Linked DNA regions of Sus scrofa: regions 2 and 3 are each linked to region 1. Evidence: chromatin contacts called from public HiChIP or PLAC-seq data. All regions are on one chromosome and are shown on one strand. The core of a region is the stretch at or near the end of the contact, and the rest is flanking DNA. Distances in the headings are between cores, read along the strand shown. Region 1 overlaps MBNL1 (muscleblind-like protein 1). Region 2 has its middle 51 kb from the start of MBNL1. Region 3 overlaps MBNL1 (muscleblind-like protein 1).

What was found. HiChIP or PLAC-seq counts read pairs in DNA pulled down with a chosen protein or histone mark.
Region 2: a contact with region 1 is called in an H3K27ac HiChIP or PLAC-seq map of alveolar macrophages. The contact joins two enhancer-like sites. A contact is called at or near these places in 1 of 5 promoter capture datasets (fetal liver), 18 of 47 Hi-C or Micro-C datasets (alveolar macrophages, blood, embryonic fibroblasts and 10 more) and 2 of 2 datasets of contacts at active chromatin or transcription factors (alveolar macrophages and skeletal muscle).
Region 3: a contact with region 1 is called in an H3K27ac HiChIP or PLAC-seq map of alveolar macrophages. The contact joins two enhancer-like sites. A contact is called at or near these places in 4 of 47 Hi-C or Micro-C datasets (embryonic fibroblasts, epiblast stem cells and retroperitoneal adipose tissue) and 2 of 2 datasets of contacts at active chromatin or transcription factors (alveolar macrophages and skeletal muscle).

The regions. Positions count from the first base shown.
Region 1 is chr13:92,672,565-92,676,686 of Sscrofa11.1, forward strand. MBNL1 (muscleblind-like protein 1) reads left to right here. Exons shown (of 13, transcript XM_021069664.1): 7 at 2,892-3,149. Among named protein-coding and RNA genes, the nearest start is that of MBNL1, 180 kb to the left of the region's middle. Within about 2 kb of position 1,722, at least 8 of the 83 cell types and tissues checked have an H3K27ac peak or open chromatin away from gene starts, as enhancers often do. A contact at or near this core is called in alveolar macrophages, where this site is marked.
Region 2 is chr13:92,438,722-92,442,843 of Sscrofa11.1, forward strand. No RefSeq gene overlaps it. Among named protein-coding and RNA genes, the nearest start is that of MBNL1, 51 kb to the right of the region's middle. Within about 2 kb of position 1,835, at least 11 of the 83 cell types and tissues checked have an H3K27ac peak or open chromatin away from gene starts, as enhancers often do. A contact at or near this core is called in alveolar macrophages, where this site is marked.
Region 3 is chr13:92,524,912-92,529,033 of Sscrofa11.1, forward strand. All of the region lies in intron 3 of MBNL1 (muscleblind-like protein 1), which reads left to right. Among named protein-coding and RNA genes, the nearest start is that of MBNL1, 35 kb to the left of the region's middle. Within about 2 kb of position 2,375, at least 5 of the 83 cell types and tissues checked have an H3K27ac peak or open chromatin away from gene starts, as enhancers often do. A contact at or near this core is called in alveolar macrophages, where this site is marked.

The DNA.
Region 1 (4,122 bases), core at 472-2,971:
CAGATGTACGTCTAAAGTTAGGTAAACTTCTCTAGCCCTCTGGCCTTGTAGGTTTCCCGAGTACAAATTTTCATAAGAGATTTTCTATTTCGTCTTTATTTTTTTCAAAGGCAAGAATATTGGGAGAACAGCTCTTTTAGCACTATTTCTTCTGTAACATTTCCCATGTTGGGGGAAACTTTAAGCTAGAAAATAAAAATTAGAAGTCAAAAATGTATATCATGCAAAAATAGTTGAAATTCTTGGAACATCAGAAAAGGCTGGATTTAGGACAAATTCAAAGCTAACTGTGAGTTATTCACTTCTTAAATATTTTTAGAATTACTGCATCCTGCAAGACAGTAAAGAGTACAAAATTGTAATAAACAAATTATTAACCTGTACAAACTGTACAGATATATGCATAAAGCAAATGGAGAGGGTCAAGGGACCTTAAAATGACCATCTTTATACAGCCTGACTTAAAGTTCACATCGCTGAAAATAAAAAGAACGTTGAGATGGAGTGAGGAATAAAAAGTCAAAATTAGCCCAGCACTCAGTTTATATTTTGGGAGAATGATGCTCAAATTTCTGTTACCAGCCCTGGCGTAGTTGTTTTCAGAAAATAACAGATCTTTGATTTTAATAGTTATTAAAGATCCTGCAAATAGACTACTTTTAGATCTTCTTTCTTGTCAATGTAGCAAAGAGTAAGAGAAACTGGAAAATAGAGTGTTAGTTCAGCTGTTGCCAGTTTCTTTGTGAGCACATTCAAAAAGCAAGAATTACCGAAGAGCTAACAGCAGTAGTGTCCTATTACAGATGGTTTCCTATTGGATGTCCTGCACTGACATAGATTTGCTTCAGCAGAAACATAGCCTTTTTGCTTATGCTGGGGTATAAATTTAGCATAATTTTTACATATATATATATATATACACACACATGTATATATATATATATATATATATATATATATGAATGTTTCTGTTCTCATTTAAGTGTGTCACACTTCCTATTTTGAAGCGTCTAACTTAGTAAGTGGGGATATGTGGTTTGGAAAGCTCCGCACCTGATTCCAGTGCTCAGCCAGAGTGGAGAACAATAGTTCTGGATAATAGCTTAAGTATTTTTGCTTTTCGAATTATAAACTCCTGGTTATCCTTGTTTTCTTCTGTCCATGAGGATAAATGAAATGATTTTTAAAAAATGGGATCTCCAGTAACTTTGTATTCCTAATATCTCTCAGAGTGTCTGGCATGGAGCAGTTATTTAATAATTTTTTTAAATTAAATAAATTGAGGTGGTGAATAGTTGGTTCAATGAAATGTGGAATGCAATGCTTTGCTAGCCTGAGGTTTCCAAATAGTGCAAGATGTCATTTGTAATGCTCTTTTAAAGATGTAGTGGATATAAATTATGAGGCCTTTTTAAAAGGAGGCACTTTTCTCAAAAATAGGATATGAATATAATAGGGGAAATACCTAGAATTAAATGTGATCTCTTCATGTACTTAAGTCCAAGAAAACCTTTGCTTTTTAAATTGCACCACACGGTTCCCATTTTTTCTTGATGAACTCCAAAATAGAGTACTTGGGGTCTATATTTTCTCAGTTTGTAAAAAAGATTTATGAAAAATAAAAAGGAAATATCCTTAAAGCATGAAGTAGGAGCATGAAAATATTAAAAGGACATTCTGGGTTTAGATGGCCCTCTTGTGGCAAAAAGGTCAAACTACCACGAGTGAACATAGTGCTGGGAACCTCTTGATTAGGGCAGGCACCATGGCAGACTTTAATAGTAAGAGTCAAGGTCAAGCAGACGAATGAGAAATAATCCATTTTCACTTTTCCTCAGGGACCTCATCCAAAATTAATAGATATAAAACAAATAGACAATAACAAAAACTTATCTTTTTCCATCAGCTGTATATAGCTACTAGGTGAATCTCTAATGATCAAAGAAATAGCTCTTGGAAACATTTTACAAAAAAGCTATCATTTTCTTTTTTATACTTTCACTTTTAATAATTTCAGATTAGCATACAAGTTGCAAAAATAGAACCAAGAGTTTCTGCCTATCCTGGTGCACCTAGCTTACCTAAACATTAACACCTTATATAAGCATATTATTACCACTTACAAAATGAGAAAATTAACATTGCTATGCTGCTCTTAACCAGTCTACAGAACTTAATCACATTGCACCAGCTGTCCTACCAATATCCCTTCTCTGACTCCAAGATTGTCCAGTCTGTGACAATGTCTCAATCTCTTTTCTGTCATGACTTTGACATTTTGAAATAGTACTGATCAGTCATTTTGCAAAATATCCTACCATTTCAATTTGTGTGACGTTTCCTCATGATCAAATTCAGGTGATGCGTTCTCAGCATTAGTACAACAAAAGTGATGCTTTCAGTGTGTCATATCGGTTGGTATGTGATGTCATTACGGGTGATACTAACTTTGTTCAGTTAAAGTGGTGTTTATGGGGTTCTTCACCATAAAGTTACTGTTTTCCCTTTGGTAATGAATAAGTGTATCACCATAATTTAAATTAGATATTTTATCATAACTAGTATCATACATGCATTTTCTTTCTTGTGGACATTTTACTAAAATGGGGTTGTAATTTTTATCCTGAACTAGCAATGTTTTCAAGTTATTTTATGGTTCCTTTGCTAATTACCTTTTCCCCTTTGACCTGTAGACATCTATCACCAGTCTTGCGCTTTATTTTAATTTTAATTTTTTTATTTTTTCCATTATAGTTGGTTTATAGTATTCTGTCAATTTCTACTGTACAGCAAAGTGACCCAGTCACACACATATATACATTCTTTTTCTCACATTATGCAGTTTAAGTTGTCCATGTTGACTCACCCCTGTGCACTTAATGACTTTGTAGGTATGTCGAGAGTACCAGCGTGGCAATTGCAACAGAGGAGAAAACGATTGTCGGTTTGCCCATCCTGCTGACAGCACAATGATTGACACCAATGACAACACAGTCACCGTGTGTATGGATTACATCAAAGGGAGATGCTCTCGGGAAAAGTGCAAATACTTTCATCCTCCCGCACATCTGCAAGCCAAGATCAAGGCTGCCCAATACCAGGTCAACCAGGCTGCAGCAGCACAGGCTGCAGCCACTGCAGCTGCCATGGTAAGTAGAGACCTCAGCTCAATCCTTGCTAACAGTCAAAAAAGCAAAGTGAACAACTGTATCTGACTACAAGCTATTCATTTATTAACCTTTTTCTTTTTTTTTTAATTTTTGCTGAAAATATGTTTGTTCAGGTATCCCAGACAATACAAATGAAGTTACCATTCACAGAAGTGAGGGTAACTCCTCAAATGGTTCAGATTGCTCCTACCCTTGGCCTAACTCTTAATTCTCTGTCTTATTCTGGATATAGGGTTTCTGAAATTTCTGCTTTGTACAGAACACCTGTCTCCTTTTGGTTTAACGATACTGCCATTTTCGGTCCTCTTATTTCTGTGTGCCATCTAATCAGCCATTGTTTTCCTTCGGTGTGTTCTTTTGCACATCAAGGCTCTTCTCTACATATATCTTGCTTTTAACCATAACAAAATCTGGAACTATTTAGGAGAACTGCTTCAACAAAATTCTTTTTAGAATTAGCTACAAGATTTTGAACAGTTTGCTATATAGATTATCTGAAACAATATTGTGGCATAAACAGAAGTGTAAAACTAGAGAAGCTTGACTATGCCATTATATAGAAAGGAGAAAGTCGTACTCCAGGAGTTAGAAATTGGATCATTTAGAACAGATACAAAACTAGATACTTAAGGTAAATTTTAATGTGATCTAATAGCTCATCTTAATGAGTCCATTTTTGTTCTTTGCTTAGCTGTTTTAATGTTGTCCATTTTTTACATAAATATATGACTTAATCATTAAAATATTCATAAAAACACTGTGGTATTTCATAGCACAGTAAAATAACCATGAGAGAGGTCTTTTCTGTGTTTGTTTATGGATACTTGAGCAAAAATACAGAAGGCAGACTCTCTCCTCCTCTCTTCCTTTCACTCTTTTTTTTTTTCTGTTAGAGTATCTTGTTTGTAATTAACTACAAAGAGGAGTTATCCTCCCAATAACAACTCAGTAG
Region 2 (4,122 bases), core at 585-3,084, 230 kb before region 1:
TTTTGCTTTTAGTTTTCAATCTATAGAGTGAGTCACAGCTTCCTAAGTAAAGAGAAGATTAAATTGTTAATGTTTAAAAAGAACACTAAATTTAAGTACTCTGCTCACCTTCCTGGAAGTCTTAAGGGTGTGGTAAACAGGGAATGGATTAGGGGAAGGTCATAAAGGCACAGAGGCATGCTTTGAGTGTCATTTTGTGAGATTGTTGCAGAAATGAGCCCTCCCTGCATAGGCTAAACTGAGACATTGCAAAGTTGCTGAAAATGCCCCTAAGAAGGTCAAGATGTCAAACATGCAGTAAACAAGAGGTGGATCTTGGGTTAGGGTCATGGTTTATGTCAAAAGACCTGAGTGCTCACTTTGATTCAGCTGTAACCATCCGTAACACAGATTCTCAAAATGGAGCACATATATCTGGATGAAATATAGAAACATAGACTGCTGAGTCCTGTCTGCAGAGTCTGTGATACAGTAGGTCTGGGTTGAAGCCCAAGAATTTTTAGCATATCTTCAGGTAATGTCAGTATTTCTGATGAGACCACTGAAGAGGAGTATATGAAATCCAGGACCATGTAAGGAAAGTAAATGTGAGGAACTGCCACAATAAAACATGAAAGAGCTTGCAAGAGAGAGAGAGATGCTCTGTATGGAGCATTCACATTGGAAAGAAAATAATAATAGTAAGAGTAATGGTAATCATTGTAATAAATGCTATTCTAGGTAAACTAAAAGAATATGAGCCTGATTCATCCTGTTTGCTTCTTGAACTTGAAGATCTCATAGGGTCCTTCTGTATAATATTAAGATTCTAAATACTCCAATTACAAACTTGATTATGACTTTATTAAATTTAGTCTCTACATCTTGATAGCAGAAAACTTAAGTTCATAGGGGGAAATGACTATGGGAAAACTACTGTGAAACATCTCAACAAGACATGCTTTTTAAAAATAATTGCATGCACTTAGGAATTTATGGGTAGGCTTCCACCTGCTAATGGAAACTCAGGAGCAACTAATATAAGTCATTGGCAATGAGTGGCTTGCTGTAATAAGTACCCAGTTGTTGGGATGCAAGGAAAAGTAACCAACATTTATTAGGTGCCTATGGTGTGTTACGATCCCTTCTAGGTACCCTTTGAATGTTGTTCTCATTTATCTTTACAATCACTGCATAAGACAGTATCATTAAAACGTTTTATAGTCAAGGGGTCTGAGACAGAAAAATTAGAAAACTTGCCCAATGTTACATATTTAGTAAATGTGAGATTTGAGTACTAAGGTCTGAGTTACTTAGATGACCATTTTGGTTTTTATTACATCACTGGCTTTCTCTCAGCTGGAGAATTGAGAACATGGAAAGGGTTGTCTGCATTAAACCACCCTTGTTCTACTTTCCAATCTGAAAGTAAAATTACCGAATTCCCCTTTTTCTTACAGTCAAATACCACAGTCACCACTGTCCTAGAAGAAAGATTATCTGTTTATGTATTTCATCAAAATACTCTGGAGAAAGTGGGGTAAAATGCAGAGAACTGAATTTTTAGGGCCCAACTAACCTAGATTTAAATCCTGTGTTCATTGCTTTTGCCATTCTACTTTCCTGGGTATGTGAATAATCAGACAAATTTGATATAACTAAGAATTAAATGACACAAGCATAATCCCTGCCATTTTGCAGATGTTACAGAAATATTACTTTCTTCTGCTTTGCTCTGAGTAATGTTATAAGCCAAAACGCTCAGAAAACGTTTTTACCACTTGTTACGGACTCTCTTGTTTTTCTCGATAGTCCCTTATCTTAACTCGTTGACTTTTATTTCCTGTGCCACTGGTCTCTTCCGCTTTGCAATGCCTCTAATCTTTTACCAAGCAAAAAATGTCTTTTGTCTCATTACCTCCTTAGAAAATACATACTCACCAAGATCTGAACTTTCCCAGGAGAAACAATGCTGTCTGAATGTAAATTTTAAGCAATCTGAAATTGCACATGCATGATTATACTTCATAATTTCATTTTTTTGTATTTATATTCTTTTAAAATTAGTTTTAATCTTTCCTGATAATAAAAATAAGCATGCAAATAAATAAATAAATAAATAAATAAATAAATAAATAAATAAAATTTTGAGAAGGGAGTTCCCATCATGGCTCAGCAGAAATGAATCTGACTAGCATCCATGAGAACACAGGTTTGATCTCTGGCCTCGCTCGGTGCTAAAGATCCAGCGTTGCTGTGAGCTATAGTTTAGGTTACAGACACAGCTTGGATCTGGCATTGCTGTGGCTGTGGTATAGGCCAGCAGCTACAGCTCTGATTTGACCCCTAGCCTGGAAACCTCCATATGCCACAGGTGCAGCCCTAAAAAGACAAAAATAATAAAAATAAACATCTAAGTGTAGAAAATGCTAAAAAATACAGACATTTGTTTTAAAAAGCAAGAGCCTACAAAATTCTGCAATCCAGGAATAAACCTACATTTTCAATATTCTCAAATATTTTCTCACAGGATTGCACTTTATGTATGTGTGCATGTATGTATGTGTGTGTGTCTGTGTGTGTTTGTGTGTGTTTATAACTGGGATCTTATAGCTTATTTCACTTAGAATATCATGTTCTCTTTCCTTTGCCATTATAAAATAATTTAATAACATAGTTTTTAATGGTTGCATGTTTCATTATATAGCTATCCCTACCTTTTTACTTGTTTGTTTATAACCCCCCATGAAAGGAGCCATGATAAAAATATCATTCAAATTAAGGTATAATACATGTTCAACCTCACAATGGTTTACATAATAATTTGGAGAAAGAGTGTACACCTAGGATTTGGCAACAGAATAATTAAGTATAATAACAAAAATTTAGTATCACTGAGTCACTCAGGAATGGTTTTATAATTTCATGTTATATATTGTTATTAAAACTCTCATAATATTTTGAACAGACATGACATTTTTGTTATTTTCTAGAAGGCAATCGTTTTCTATAAATATCGGTTGGAGGAGTTCCCGTTGTGGCTCAGTGGTTAGTGAACCCAACTAGCATCCATGAGGACGCGGGTTCGATCCCTGGCCTAGTTCAGTGGGTTAAGGATCCAGCGTTGCTGTGAGCTGTGGTGTAGGTCACAAATGCAGCTGGGATCCCCCGTTGCTGTGGCTGTGGTGTAGGCCAGCAGCAACAGCTCCGATTGGACCCTAGCCTGAGAACTTCCACATGCCCTGGGTGCAGCCCTAAAAATAAATAAATAAATAAATAAATATCTGTTGGAGTAAATGAAAATATAAATGACTTTAGTATCTTTATGTTTCTATGATATAAAGAGTATTTTTCAATAACGGAATTACTGGCTCCTAATCTTACACAAAATATACATGGTAGATGGATAGACGCTTATATACTCACTAAAAGTAGGAAATTCCAGATTTTTAAATTGTAATTATTTTGTTTCATATTCAAATTTCTCTATTTACTCTTTATTCATACCTGCTATATTAATTCATGTAATTTTTTCATTCAATACTCTTAAATTGTCTAATCTTCAAAATGAAGGCAATTGAATTAGATAATTTCTTAGGCTCATAACAGCCCTAAAATCATGACTTTCTGTATTCTACAAGGTTAATTAGTATGGTTTTTAAAAATCAAAGCATAATTAAATCATATTAGGTTCCTCTTTCTGAGATGGGAAAGGATGTGCTTTAAAAGCCTTGTTAGATTTTTTTCAGACATAGTATTATATATCAGTTATATTAAAACTTTAGAAATTAGAAAATTGATAAAATACCAGGGTTAACTATCACCACTGATTATATAGAACTATATTGTGTTTCCATACTTCTTTATAATGATCATTATTAAATACTTAGTGAAGTCTAAGCAAAATAGTCTATAAAGAGAGTAAATCTGGCCAGTGACCAAAGTCTAATTATAAAGAACTTCAATTTAACACACTGTTGTACAAATAAGTGTAGACACAAAACATGCATTTTAAAAAAAAGAGAAATGCCTACTTGCTTTAAAAAAAAATTCCTATTATCAGAGCACCATTAGTTTTAACAAAACACCCATTTCAGTAAGAAACAGTGAATGAAAATATTCCTATATCTCATAAGATAAAGG
Region 3 (4,122 bases), core at 1,125-3,624, 150 kb before region 1:
GATTTTAAACATATAGTAAGAATTTGTAAAACCTTTCCTTCAAAATTTCTTATTCCTTAATTGTTAATGGTATCTCTGTTCATCATATTGCTACTTGTCAGCTCTTTTAATATAAAAGAACTGTATTTTAAAAATCAGAGTAAAACTTAAGACTTAACATTATATTTTATCAGGGACTTAACTTGATGAAGTAGAAGATACATGTTAAATTCTTAAAATGGTTCATTTCTGTATCAGGCTCTTTGAAAGCCCTGGATCTGGTGAGCTGTAGAATATCATGTAATTCTTTATCCCAAATTGGTAATTCTAAAGTAAGAGTAATTTCGTCTTTAGGGGTACATTGTTTTTTGCTGGGAAATGTCTCATTGCCAACTAAGCAGTTCTAGTTCCCTGTTAAGTTCATGCAGAACACCGGTGTAAACTATCCTCAGTGATAAACCAGGTGGCAGATAGATACATGATAAAACAAGTTTGCAATGTGCTCAATGTGGCTGACATTTATACTTCTTAGACCTTGCTATTTTAGGGAAGGTATCAGTGTAACCATGATATTCTTTTTCCTGGAAATAAAGATCCTTAATCAGACACTCTTATAAACAGAATGATTTACATATGGGAATAAATAAGCAGTTGCATTAAGTTAACAGTTACCTAGGGTTGTGACGATAGTTATATTTCAAATAAAACAGAAAGCTTTCCAGGAGTGCTTATAGGCCTGTTTTCATAAGGTCCTTATATGCTTTTTACAATTAAATGGCTTAAGGTAGTTTAAGCAGAGAATGTCAGAATGATGATAGTATTTAATATACATAGAGAAATTCTCATGAAATAAAGACAATTTCCAAGAAAATTTCTATTTATAAATATTAACCACTTATTTAAATGATCGACAGCCACAGAAAATGATTTTAAATTTGCACTGTTTGTGTTTTTAAATGTAGCATGTTTATATGGAGCTAGAGAAATTAATGTTAATGGTGTTTTATTTTGCCTGTTTAAATGACTGCTGGTATTATGTGAAAACCACAATTAGCACATGCCTTTTTCTACTATTAGACTTTTTCTTCTACTTTTTCTTCTTCTTCTATTTTTATTTATTTATTTTTTGCCTTTTCTAGTTTTGGTCTTGGCTATAAAGATAAAGTGAAAATTTGTTTTATTGAATCATAGATAGTGCTTAGAAAATATTCATTTTAAAGTAGCTAAGATTAAATAGTATTAAAATTAGAAACTCTTCTTTGCCTTCTCTATTTACTGGGCCAGTTTTAACTAGACACCTTTACTCCAAATTATTTTGAACCATTATTTGAATTTCATTGTTCAAACATTTCAAGGGAAGCTGCATCGTCAACTTAGTGGCATTCAGATAAGGCAGTTGGTCTTCAATACCCCATCCAGAAGACTTTGAGACATTTGATGAGTGTAGTGAAAGTGAATAGCAGGGAATACAAAGCAAATCTTTAATCCAGGTGTGGAGTCTTTCTGAGGTGTTGCGGGACCTTTCCAAAAATTAATTTGGAATATCCAGTATTTGAGATGATTGAAAAAAAATGTATGTACTTCAGATGAAATTCTGCAGAATGCTTTCTGGGAGACCACATTTACTGAAAATTGCCTGAGGGAAATGACTGTCTCAGAGAAATGTATTTTGAGGACTGGATTTTAAATGTAAATACAGTTTTTGGAGCAGTTAATGTAGGAAGAGATTATTGTCTGTTTCTCAATAATGGATTAAAGTTTACTATGTGCTGAGGTCTTTTCACTTAAAAAGTTATTTTCCTATGTTAACAATAAGGCGACACAGGGAAATCAGTTTGTTCTTTGTGTTCTGCTAAATATCAAGTAATAAACATTTTGAGCACCTATTAGAATAAAGGGTTGGTAGTAGGTGGAGAGGAGGTTCTAAAGGAGGCTTTCTTAGTTTCTCTTCTTCTTTGACCTGTGATTGAGTTGGGGGGAAAGAATTGAGAAGTTAACAGGACGATCAAGTGTTGGCACCATGCAATTGAGTACCAAAGGAGGAAATTCAAAGAAGGAAGTCTTTGTGGAGCTGAATGATTAGGGCATGCTGTGTAGAGGAGGTGACATCTGATGTAGGCTGAAGATTAGGCACTCTTCGCAGAAAATGGAGGGAAATGGTATGAGCTGTATGAGCAGAACGAGGCTTTGCTGCTGTATTTGAGCATCTTTACGTGAGACATTGCTGGCTTACATTCTTTTCAGATAAAAACCCCCAAACAACAAACAACTTGTTCACAATTAGAGAACAGGCTTGTGTGGCAGGAATCATCATCCTCTTGATAGAGATGAGGAAACTGACACTCAGAGAGATTAACCTACTTGCCCAAATCCACACAGCCTGGTGAACAGCCGAAAGAATTGAAGCCAGATCTTTCCTCACTTTAAAACCAGCCTTCTGTTTCCCGTTTATGACTCTGCTGAGAATGAATGTCACAGAGTTATGCTACAGTAATTTTAAAACTTCACCTATACAACTGACATAATTCAAGAAGGTGTAAATTTAATTTAAAAGGTTGGCAAATGCATTTTCATCCTTTTGCTTTGGCATTGGATTACAAATGGTATTGAGTTTGACAAATGTTTATAATCTTTATTTCTTAGGTTTATGAAAAAACAAAGCAAAACAAAAAACACAGCATGCCTCCTGTCTTTAGCAGCTATGGTTTTGGGCATGCAGCACTGTAACCTGCTATAATATTGCATATGGCCATCTGAGATCCTCTCAGAAGAAGCTTTTCAAAGATAAGTTATTTTCATGCCAATAACATATGCCATAAAATTTTCACCAAGAAATGATAGAAATACCTCCAGAGCATGTGGCTAAATTTATTTATCATTCTCATGTGGTCATTTTATGCTTTCATGTTATATCATTTTCACATACCAGTCTGTACTCTTTGTCACTATGTGGAGTAGCTTATGACTTTAAAAAGACAAACTATTAATTGAAGACTTGTTCTCTTGGAGACTTGTCACTTGCTAAAAAAATTCGTCTCTTCATAGAGCTATTTTGAATGTATACCAAATAAAATTATATATTGTTTAGAGAAGGAATGTGGAAGAATTGTATTGCCATTGCTTTTGGCCTCAAAGGAAGGCAGTGTTATTTAGCAAGTATTTATTCGGTGTAATTGTTCATGTGCCACCTCTCATGCTTTATCCACCTATCAGGATTAAGAGGTAAGATGGGCTCTGTTCTTGGAGTAGTTTCCAGTGTAGTGTTGGAAATATTCACAAGTAATGTATGAGCAAAACAAAGTGGGCACAGGAGGAGCCAAGAATAGGCTGCTTGTGGGCAGAGTGTGGAATTTGCCTAAAACCATCCAGTTGACACATTAACTCTTTACATACTTTGTATATTGGAAAAAAGGCAAAATCAAACTGTAATTTATTAAAATTACATGATTTGATATTTAAGGCATTTATCTTTTTGTTTAGTTATCTGGTGAATGAGCATGTGCCAAATGTAGGGTCATTCTAGACCAGATAGAAGAGATTGATTCGTTTTAGATGTTGGCACTTTCGGAGAAAGGTGGGGATGTACAATCATTTGAAGCTTCTTTATACTAACCCTCTGATTGGGAGATTAATACACTCAGTATTGACAGTAAGATTTCAGAGCCTGAAACTTTTGTGTTAACAGAAAAGGAAAGTCCATAAGAGAGAGGTGCACTATATTTAACTTTAGTGACAAAAGGTTTTAGATAGGCACACGAGGCCTTTTTTCTTCCAGCTTTCCTTTGTATGTAGGAAATAAAGCTGTATTTTGTGGGCTAGCTTCCAACTTTCAAATGGCGAAAGTGGCAACTCTGCATATTCTATAAGACCCCATTCAGCTGTGAAGTGTTTGTTCCTTGTATCCAGGATTTATTCTGCATTCTAGGTTAGAAAACTCAGAATTTTTATTTTATTGCTTGCCATGCTTCATTTGTAATCATAAACATTTATTTAAAGCCCATCGCACAAAAAGCTTCACGATAAGATTTTGGCTGAAATTTTCAAGAGAAATTAAAGATATAGGTTCTGCTTTTCTGAAGTTTGTGGCTTGAAGGAAAAGGTCCATTCATTGTGAAATAATGAAAACAAAATAAAAACCACAAA